Linked DNA regions of Mus musculus: all the other regions are linked to region 2. The links are chromatin contacts, called in public promoter capture Hi-C maps. All regions are on one chromosome and are shown on one strand. The core of a region is the stretch at or near the end of the contact, and the rest is flanking DNA. Distances in the headings are between cores, read along the strand shown.

The links. Promoter capture Hi-C pulls out the DNA fragments that hold promoters and counts their contacts. Capture Hi-C pulls out chosen DNA fragments and counts their contacts.
Region 1: a promoter capture Hi-C map of macrophages shows a contact between it and region 2, with 6 read pairs. The contact joins the promoter of Cd86 here to the promoter of Hcls1 in region 2. A contact is called at or near these places in 1 of 39 promoter capture datasets (macrophages) and 2 of 115 datasets of contacts at active chromatin or transcription factors (effector CD8 T cells and memory CD8 T cells).
Region 3: a promoter capture Hi-C map of adipose tissue shows a contact between it and region 2. The contact joins the promoter of Stfa3 here to the promoter of Hcls1 in region 2. A contact is called at or near these places in 4 of 39 promoter capture datasets (the 3T3-L1 cell line, embryonic stem cells, hippocampal neurons and 1 more), 3 of 115 datasets of contacts at active chromatin or transcription factors (bone marrow-derived dendritic cells, bone marrow-derived macrophages and double positive thymocytes) and 1 of 9 other capture datasets (adipose tissue).

Annotation. Positions count from the first base shown.
Region 1 is chr16:36,664,166-36,667,638 of GRCm38.p6, forward strand. It overlaps Cd86 (CD86 antigen), which reads right to left and starts at 1,912. Exons shown (of 8, transcript NM_019388.3): 1 at 1,783-1,912. The coding sequence starts at 1,796.
Region 2 is chr16:36,933,687-36,936,713 of GRCm38.p6, forward strand. It overlaps Hcls1 (hematopoietic cell specific Lyn substrate 1), which reads left to right and starts at 1,297. Exons shown (of 14, transcript NM_008225.2): 1 at 1,297-1,388.
Region 3 is chr16:36,453,888-36,457,040 of GRCm38.p6, forward strand. It overlaps Stfa3 (stefin A3), which reads right to left and starts at 1,505. Exons shown (of 3, transcript NM_025288.2): 1 at 1,394-1,505. The coding sequence starts at 1,477.

The sequences.
Region 1 (3,473 bases), core at 662-3,161, 270 kb before region 2:
TGTCTTGGAACTCACTTTGTAAATCAGGCTGGCCTCGAACTCAGAAATCCACCTGCCTCTGCCTCCCAAGTGTTAGGATTAAAGGCATACACCACCACGCCCGGCTACTTGCTTGCTTTTGAAACAAGAACATTTATTAACATTTTCATTTTTTAAAAAATGATAATTTACTGTTATGATTTGCATCACTTTTATCTCTAAGATTCAACATTGTTTGTTGCTATTTATTGCTTGTTACTGGCTTGGGGCATCAAAACAAAGAATATCTTAAACAAGCACCATCTAGACAGCGGCCTGTGACCCAAAGCAGCGCCAGCACAATTCAGCACTATGGCTTCTACAGCTCCGTGGAAACTCTAAGGTATGACACTTTTTCATATACATTTATTTATATGAAAATTTAAAATTATGCTCGAGAGGAAAGAAATTGTTTTAACTTGGAAATTAATCTGTAAACTTTTGAAATAAAAGCAACAAAGGGGCTTCTGAAACCAGTTGGCACTGGGTAGAAGAGAGAATCCCAAAGTGCAGGAATAAATAACAAAGGGCAGAAAAACAACTGTGCCTCGAACCGACCATGCCTCCAGCCGCCCAAGCAAAAGAAGGGCAGGCATAGCTGCTTCTAGGAATCCTGTGCCCTGAGAACCTGCCACAGCAAAGAGGACAAAAAGGATTTCACTTCCATCCTCAGGAGCCTGGGAGCCTTGCTCAGCTATTAATTAATACAATGATACTGCCTGTCCGGATACCACTGTGAAGTGTGACATTAATGAAATAATATTAGCGAAGTGCACAACATGCCAGGCATCCCACAGACACTGGGTAACTGAGTTACTCCCATTGCCTATTTGTGTCTTAGTTTGTTGTTATTGTTGCTGTTGTTTTCTTGAATACAGTCACCCCTCAGAATCTGAACAAATTCCAAAATCTTGGGTACTCACGTTCCCAGTATAAAGTGAGGTCATAATTTGCATGTACTTTAAATTATCCCTAGATTACATACAATGCATACATAATTACATATACAATGTAAATGAATAACAACAAGAGCCCTGTGCCTGTTCAGTATAGGCACAGCTATAGGCGAGCTGCATTTCTATCTTAAATGGGAAGTTGCTCACAGGTGGCCCGCTGAGTCCATGGATGTGGAACTTGTGCATTGAAAGAGCTGTCTGTGCCTTTTCTCTGCATTTTCTTTGACCTTTCTTCTTTTGCCTTCTCTATTTGACTTCTTCACTTTTATATCAAACTTTAAAAAAAAAGTGCCACCTCTCTTTTCTCATACTTATACAGATATTTAAAAACCCAATCCAGACTTAAAAATCAACGACTGTAGATATTTAATATCTGAAACACAAATCAATCACCTTTGGGGGGGGAAACTATCAGCTGCTTTCTTTTGGTACCTCAGATAAGTCTTACCCCCATGAAGGAAAAAAAAAGTCATTGTAGGAAAAAAAAGGGAAAGGAAGAAAGGAAGGGAGGGAGGGAGAGAGGGAGAGAGGGAGAGAGGGAGAGAGGGAGAGAGGGAGAGAGGGAGAGAGAGAGAGAGAGAGAGAGAGAGAGAGCTTCCTGATGTGGGAGCCAGTTACCATTTTCACATAAATAGCACCTTCCCTTCTGCGCTCTCACTTTGGGTCATTAAATAGACACATTGCACACGAGAGCTGTCTAGGGCGGCTGGCTCGAAGGACAGAAATGAGAGTGTGGTCTCCAGTCTCAGCCTCCCGCTGAGGTCATAATTCACAAGTCATACTGCAAATAGTAGAAGCGACCACTTACCATCTGGGGTCCATCGTGGGTGCTTCCGTAAGTTCTGGAACACGTCTACAGGAGTCTGGTTGTTCAAGTCCGTGCTGCCTACAGGAGCCACTCTTACGCGTCTGCTTGCTCCTCTTTCTTCCTCAGCAATGACTGTGTACCCTGGTGGTTGACTTTTTCTTAAGGGTTGTTCCTCTTTTCTTAGACTTGAGGAAGATATCTTTAACCCTTTCTTTGCTTTGTAGATTATTCGAGTTCGGTTTCAGTCTTGAGGGTTTTGTTTGTTTTTTAAACAATTCAGGGGGCAGGCAGGAGTGGGTGGGTAGGTGGAGGAACACCCGCATAGAAGCAGGGGGAGGGGGATGGGATAGGGAGTTTCTTTGGGGAGGGGGGGTGGGACAGGGGATAACATTTGAAATGTAAATAAAGAAAATAACCAATTTTTAAAAATTCAACTGTAAAAACAAAACAAATCAAAACATTCAGTGCCTTGAGTTCCAACAAGATGTTCAAAAGAAACCAAGAAGCCCAAGACAAGCAATGTTGTGAAATCAACTGACCAACTTTGTCCACTTGATAGAGCTACCATAGTCCTTAGACATAACCTGGCGAAATGGGAAGCCTTATAGGGCTGAGAAGTGCTTAGGTGACTGTTGCCTTCAGACAACTATATCAGATAAGGGGTTTAGGTATGCGGAAATTGACTTGCTAAAAGTGACTCGTACAGCAATAAAGAGGCTTCTACAAGGCAGTGCTGGAGCCCCTCCATCAGAGCTGCTCCACCCTGCTGAGGAGAAGTCTATAACATCCCTGCAGTGTCCTCCAGCAGACATAAGGGAGAACACCAGAACACCGGCAGTATCGAAACGCCATCTCTTTTCATTCAGACGAGGAAACCATCATATGTGGTTTCTGCCTTTTTCCCCCCTTTTCCTGTACACCTATTGATTTCACAACATTGCTTGTCTTGGGCGTCTTAGTTTCTTTTGAACATCCTGCCCGAACTCAAGGCACTGCATTGGTTTCTTGTTTTTTGGTTTTTTTTAATCTCAAGATTTAAACCGAACATAGCATACCAAAACACAATAAGACCAGGCACAAATCCTCATCTCGAGGCTAGACAAGACAACCCAGTAGAAGGGGAAAAGTACCGTGAGTAGACAAGAGTCAGAGACAAGTGCACTTCCACTCTATGGAGTCCCACAAAAACCCCCAGCTAAACAAGCACAGCATTTATGTAGAGCACCTAGCACAGACCCAGACAGGCTCCAGAATTGCTGCTTCACGTCTCTGTGAGCCCCCATGAGCCCTGTTTAGTAGATGCTGTGGGCTATGTCCTCCTGGTATCCTTGACTCCTCTAGCTTCTAAAATCGCCCTCTTCTAAGGGGTTCCCCAAGCTCTTGCCTAACGTTTGGGGGTGGGCCTCTGCATCTACTCCCATCAGCTGCTGGAGGAAATGTCTCACAGTGATTGGACTTGGCACCAATCTATGAGTATAGCCGATAATCATTAGGAATCATTTCGTTGACTTGTTTTGTTGTTGTCAGTCATGTTTGGCTCTATCCTAGGGCTCTGCCGCTATCTAGCTTCCGGCTTCCAGCTTCCAGCTTCCAGCCATCCAGGCATGGGATCCCTCTCCTAGCTTGGGCCTCAAGTTAGACCAGTCATTGGTTGGCCACTTTCACAGGCTCTGAGCCTTCACTGCCCCCCC
Region 2 (3,027 bases), core at 47-2,546:
TCTGCTCAGGGATGAACATGGGGTGTTTGTGAGGGGGAAGTGGGTTTCCTTGGTGTCATCGCTGAAGTTCTATGGTTCTGTGCATTGCTGTGTGGTGAGGTACAATGTCTAGCCCTAATTTAAGGCTACCCCTTTCTACATATTCCTCAACTATAAATAGCCTTATTAGAACAAATAAAGTGCTCCAAGTCTAGAATCAATCCCCTGGGAAGTGACTTTAGATGCTTTCTGTTGGTACAGAATGTTCCCTTCTGTCTAGTTTCACCAACCTGGGACCCTTGTGGGTTCATTCTCTGTAAGCCAGGCAAGTCAGAGTCCACAGATGACTGGGATAAGGAGAGCCAGGCTCAGATGCAAAAGCAAGTTCTTAGTAGGATTATTTTTCAACCAGAGATCCTTGGAACTTTATTTTCATTATCTTTATTGCCTGTCAGTGCTCCAGGCTGCCAGAGGAGCCATGCTTGGGACGGGGGTGGGTGAGGAATGGAGGGTGGAAGCAGGGAGGTGGTTATTTGAAAGGCAGCCAGTAAAAGCATAGCAAAGTTCTCAGTGGCCTTCACATCAGAAAGGGTCTATTTCATTGGCTCAACAAGTCACCTGAGCATGTCTTGACTTGAAGCTAGAAGGGGAGGGCTGCAGATGTTGACAGTGTAGAGTATGTCAGAGTTCAATTCACCAGCTTAGAGAAGGCCAGTAGTCAGAACTCTGTAAGTGAGCTCAGACTCCACACAGCCTCCCATCAAGCTAGGGAGTTTTCTCCCTCCACGTTCTGCCTTCTCCCTTCCTCGTGAGTTATGTGTGAGTCTCAGGTACTGCAGAAAGCAAGGAGGAGAAATTGTTTTTAAGACTTCCCTTCAAAATTAACATACAGATCATTTTTCCACTAAGCCTTTTTTTTTTTTTTTTGATTGCTGCAGACTACACACACACACATTTTTCCTTCCTCAGACCAGGCTTCTACAACAATGTTGTAGCCCAGGGTACCCCTAAGTGCTGGGATCACAGAAGTTCACTACCACACCTGCCTTGTTCTGAATTCTTTTACTTAGATGCAACTGTCCTTCGTAGGACACAGAGCAGTCCTGCAGCATTCTTATTGTGTCTTAACTGATAAGGGATGTGTCTCCACGGTCATTTTTATAACTTTCCCGTGACCTGAAAAACTTTGCAAAATACTAGACACAGAAACACTTAACCCTTCTAAGTACTCAAAGTATAAGGAACTGACTCAAACTTCAGGAAGTAGCTGTGAGGACAGTGTGGCAGGAAATGACAGAAAACCTGAAAACGGAACTGGAGCAGCTGCTCTGTTACTTACCCTGAAGTGGCAGCCGCTGGAGGGGGCGCCTGGTGTAGATGTGAAAAGCCGTAACCAGGAACCAGTAAAGGTGGGTGCTCTGAGCTGGGGGTTTTGTGAGGGGTTGGGAGCACAGGGAAGTATGGAAAAGAAGTCTACATAGCACTTAGTCCTTGTTAAGGGAGGTCTTTACTAATAGATGCTGAACTCTTGATGGCCCTAAGGACTGTGTGCAGTGGTTGACAATGAACATCTGAGGATGGGAACAAGGAAATGGCCTGCACTCGGGGAGCATGATTGAGCACATATCTAGGACCCTGGGCCCTAGTATGCCCTTGATGATCTACACAGCCCATTCTAAAGGGTGGCTGCCCCAGTGTGCTAACCTGAAGGCGACCCACGGAAGATGAGGACAAAGTGTGCCTTTGTATGGCCTCACAGGGACACAAATGCCCATGGGAAATGTAAGGGGACAGGATTTAACCACCAATGAACACTGGTGCTGAGCCAAGTGCTTTTAGGAGTCAAATGCAAACATGACTTCAGCTGGTGTAACTTTGTATGTCTGTGGGGATCCCAGAGTGTTACAGAGGGAGCTTTGGATCTACTGTGTTAACCCCTTAATTATTTAACATTGGGAAACAATATCACAACAATCAGTGACTTGCCCAAGGAAGTTAATATTGATGGATGGCTTAGTCTAGTCTCTGACTAAGTAGTATAGACTCTGTGTCATGTGACAGACAGGGGTCTCACAGGGGCTGTCATATTACTGCAGTGTCCATGGATCTCTCACCTATGGATGCCATAAGTCAGTCCTGTCATCAGGTATTGGATATGCCCAGCATTCATTGCCTGTCTCCAGCCTCCTACTTTAAGTTAGCAGCTTTCCTGATTAGTAATCGACAGTACAAGAATAGTAAGTTATTTTGCTCTTAAACATGAGCATGAGGGGCTGATGGGAGAGATGAACTGAGACCTGGAGAATCAGGCAAGATGAGACCATCGGACCTCACTGCTTCCTCATTGCTCATAAATGTATTTGACTTCTCCTTTCCAGTTTCCTTCTGTGGTAGAGTAGCCTGAGAGCCAGGACATGTCAAAGTGAGGCCTTAAGCTGTGGGTCATAGGTTCTCTTTATGTGTCTTACCCCCTGTTAGTAGCTAATACCAACTGGGGGAGGCACAGATGTTCTTAATAGCTCACAGTGACTCTGGCCACGGTAACTCACCACTCCTTCCCACATCTTTATTTAACCTATCTTCCTCAGATGTCTTCGGGGCTAATCTTCTAGAGGTTATTATAAAATGTGGGCAATGATGGAGGCTTCCAGATGGGGATAGAAAGTGGAGACTTGGGGCCTAGATAAGCAGAGCCTTGGGGATGAGTGGGTAAAGGTGTCTCCTTTGGGAGAGCAATGAGTACCAGGAAGCTCTTCGGTGGTGGTGGCACCCGACAAAGAAGGATAGGCAGAGTCTTTGAGCCAGGAAGTCCCAAAAAGCTACCAGACCAGATGGGTGTTGTCCCTTGTTACCTCTCCTCAAAAACCCACAGTGTGACCGGACAGTTCTTCCTCACACCCTTCTGGCAAGGCTCAATAAAACACAAGTGTCCAGTGGGACAATGATTGACACCCAATCAAACTAGCATTCTCCCAAGACTTTTGTAATGTTTACTTAGTTGTTAATTCTCACATAGTGTTTCAAAAAGAGGGAGTGCTACATTTTACA
Region 3 (3,153 bases), core at 255-2,754, 480 kb before region 2:
CTCATGAAAATCTGCTGTAACTTTTTTTTTTCAAATAATTCTATTTCCCTGTCTATCCTCCTACAGTGCTGGTTCCTGGAACATCTCAGGGGGCACTTTATTTCAGTCGGCATAAATTCCAACTATGACTCATCAGTGTATATTTGTTTTTTAAATAATTTTTATGGAAGTTATTTTAGTCCTTTTAGCTCTTTCTTCTTACAGGTGGAATGGAAGGCTTTCCGTTGGTATCCTACTTTAAGGCTCCATCACTTCCAATTTTTATATCAGGTCCTACAGGAAAGGGAAATCATAGGTAGGAGTGCTCACTCTCCCAGAGACCTTGGAAGAAATATGGACACGCAGGCCTGTCTAGCCCTCTTCAGTGAGATCTGCATTTAATCTAGAGTGACTCATGTGCACATTTAAGGTTAAGGACACCAACTTGATGTAAGGATTCTAATGAAGATTTAAAGATTTAATATTCCTCAAAAATAAAATGCTCCACGATATTTATTGAAATAATCCTATGTGTGAGAACTATTTAGACTTAATTATTTGGTCACTGAATTTTAGCCTGTGACCCCCTGTAGAATGTTCAGTGCCCTAAGCATGAAGGCTCCCATATGTTCTACTCACATAAAATCTGATGATGCCTAGCAAGGCAGCACATGCCTGTAATCTCAGCACTTGAGAAGTCGAGGCAGCAGGAATGCCTTGAGTTTGAGGCTAGCCTGAGTTACCTGCACACTAGACCATCTAGCAAGACCAAGTGTCAAACAAACACACAGACACATGAGCAAATAACAAACCACACTGATCTGGTCCTCCATGATGTTTCAGTTTCAGAGACAATAACAACATGATGTAAGAAAATAAAGTGACAGATTGCAAACCTACCTTCATAATTCTCCTTTGTAAAACAGGCAACACGATCCACCTTTTTATATAGATGATAGTTAAGCAACATGTATTAACCTGCTAGAAACATTGAGTTCTATTTGACTGTGATGGTTTGGTGGGTGTAGCATCCTGGAATCACTTCAGGGATCCTTAACAACCTTAGGAGCCTCCATATATCAGCTTCAACAAGAGTGACTGGGATATTCCATCAGTCATTAGAGCTCCTGGGATCAGACATGTGAGGCACAGAGACCATCCAACATGAATCCACCTTCAGCTACTGGGGAAACTGAGGCTGCAGCAAAGAGTGTGGCTTGGCCCATTTTACTCTTGGAGTCTTAAAATTTTTCTGAAGGCCTAATGTTTCACTTCCAGTTGTATAAAGGGCTGAACCAAACCTGTATAGTTCGGTTTCTGTGTTTTCCCACACTCTTAATGCCATGCCAAATTATGAATCAAATGATGAAAGTTTGTTTTGGGATCAAGTTTTTTCTGAAATGCATTGACTCACCTTGTCAGCAATCATCTGGATTTCTGGTGTGGCAGGTCTGGCCTCTGACAGGCCTCCCTTTATTTTTAAGTTTTCTTGACTCATTGATGGGCAGGGTGCTGAGAAGAAATGATCCTACAAGCACTGAGACTCGGGGTTTTAAAGGTTATCTGTAAGCTCCTCCTCTAATGTCTTATCTCTGCAATATCTGAGGGACAGGGAAAATGAGTGTGGCCTCAGGCAAATCTTACTGCACCCCTGAGAGGAAATGCTGAGTGGGGTTGGGAGAAAATGAGTTGAAGGAAATGAAAAGGAGTGTGTGCCCAGGACTCGGGTGTGGTGAGCATGGCTCCTTCCTGCACGCTCTGTGCCAATAATATCATCATGTTGTGTCATATGAGGAAGGCCATGCACAACCAGAGTTTCTAAACATGTTAATGCTTGAAGAGTTCTTTAAAGAGATTAGTCAATAATGTCAGGCTGTTTGCTTAGGATCTTCTGCCTCTTCTGCCTCCTCCTTCAGAGCACTGAGATTATCGGCATGGCCTTGAATGTCTGATGCTTCTGCCTCTGTTTCCTAAGTAATGGGTTTACAGTCAGTAGGTAACTTGTCAGGTAATATCTCACCCATGTAAGAGGTAAAGCTTCTCATTAGAAGAATTGCTGGGTGTCAAGGGGGAAGTGCTAGGGATAACAGGGAACGAGGCACAGCAGAGGGACAGAGGCTTGCTGCTCACCCATCCCTGCCCACTGGGGTGATTCCACCACAGAGAAAGGGGGTAGACATGCTCAGTTCTGAGTGACAGAGACATAAGCATTTATTTTATTGTGTTATCCTGTATTTGAAACAATCCTAGAAATCAAGGTAAATATGAAATACACATATCTAAAAACAGCTAAAATCCCTTTTATTAGGAGCCTGAGATTTTGTCTATAAAAACAAAACAAAACAAAACAAAACCTGTTAAATCACCTTTCTTTAGATGTACAGAACCCAGAGTGTCTGGCAATCTTTATATAACATCAGAATCTTAGGCTTCTTTTAATGCTGTGCATCAACCGACTTAGCCTGTATCAGTTTTGTACATTTCTGTGGGGTTTGACTTACAGAAAAGAAATACAGCCTTGTAGAAAAAATGAAAGGGGAGTTGGGTTGAGAGGTCGCTGTTGGGCACTTTTCAGTGAGGTACAGAGGTTCGTATCCAAGGTCTTTCTAACCAAATTCTCTCAAGTGGGCAGGATTAACAAACACAATGGTCAACCAGAGTTCTAATAATTGATTTCATTGAAGACAGAACTGTGCCATTATGTAGCACACTCAGGCTTTCCTTGAACTCCTCTTGTAGTCCATCTTGATCTTGAACTTGTGAATCTGTCTCTCAAATTCTGGGATTATAAGCATGTGCCTCTGTGTCTAGTGCTAACATCTGCCAACTTGAAATGGCTTGTTGTTGTAATTTTCCTTGCTCACGTTCAGACTCAGAAAATGACACACTGGGGATGTAGCTCAGTGGTGGAGCTCTTTGCCAAGCTTGCTCATGGCACTGGGTTAATCCCTTGTATGACCAAGAAGAAAATAATCTTCCCCAAGGTGGATCATAGAACCCGTCCCTTGCAGACAGACATAAAACCTAGAAACCTTGTTCAAAACGTCCCCTGCCATTTCCTGTAGGTTTTGACCCCGAGCAGGTTGTTTAACCTGCCTTGCCTGGTAGTAGGTCATGCAATCTTCATTCTAGGAGGGGCTTTGCCCAGTGTCATATGGATGGATCTCTTCCCAG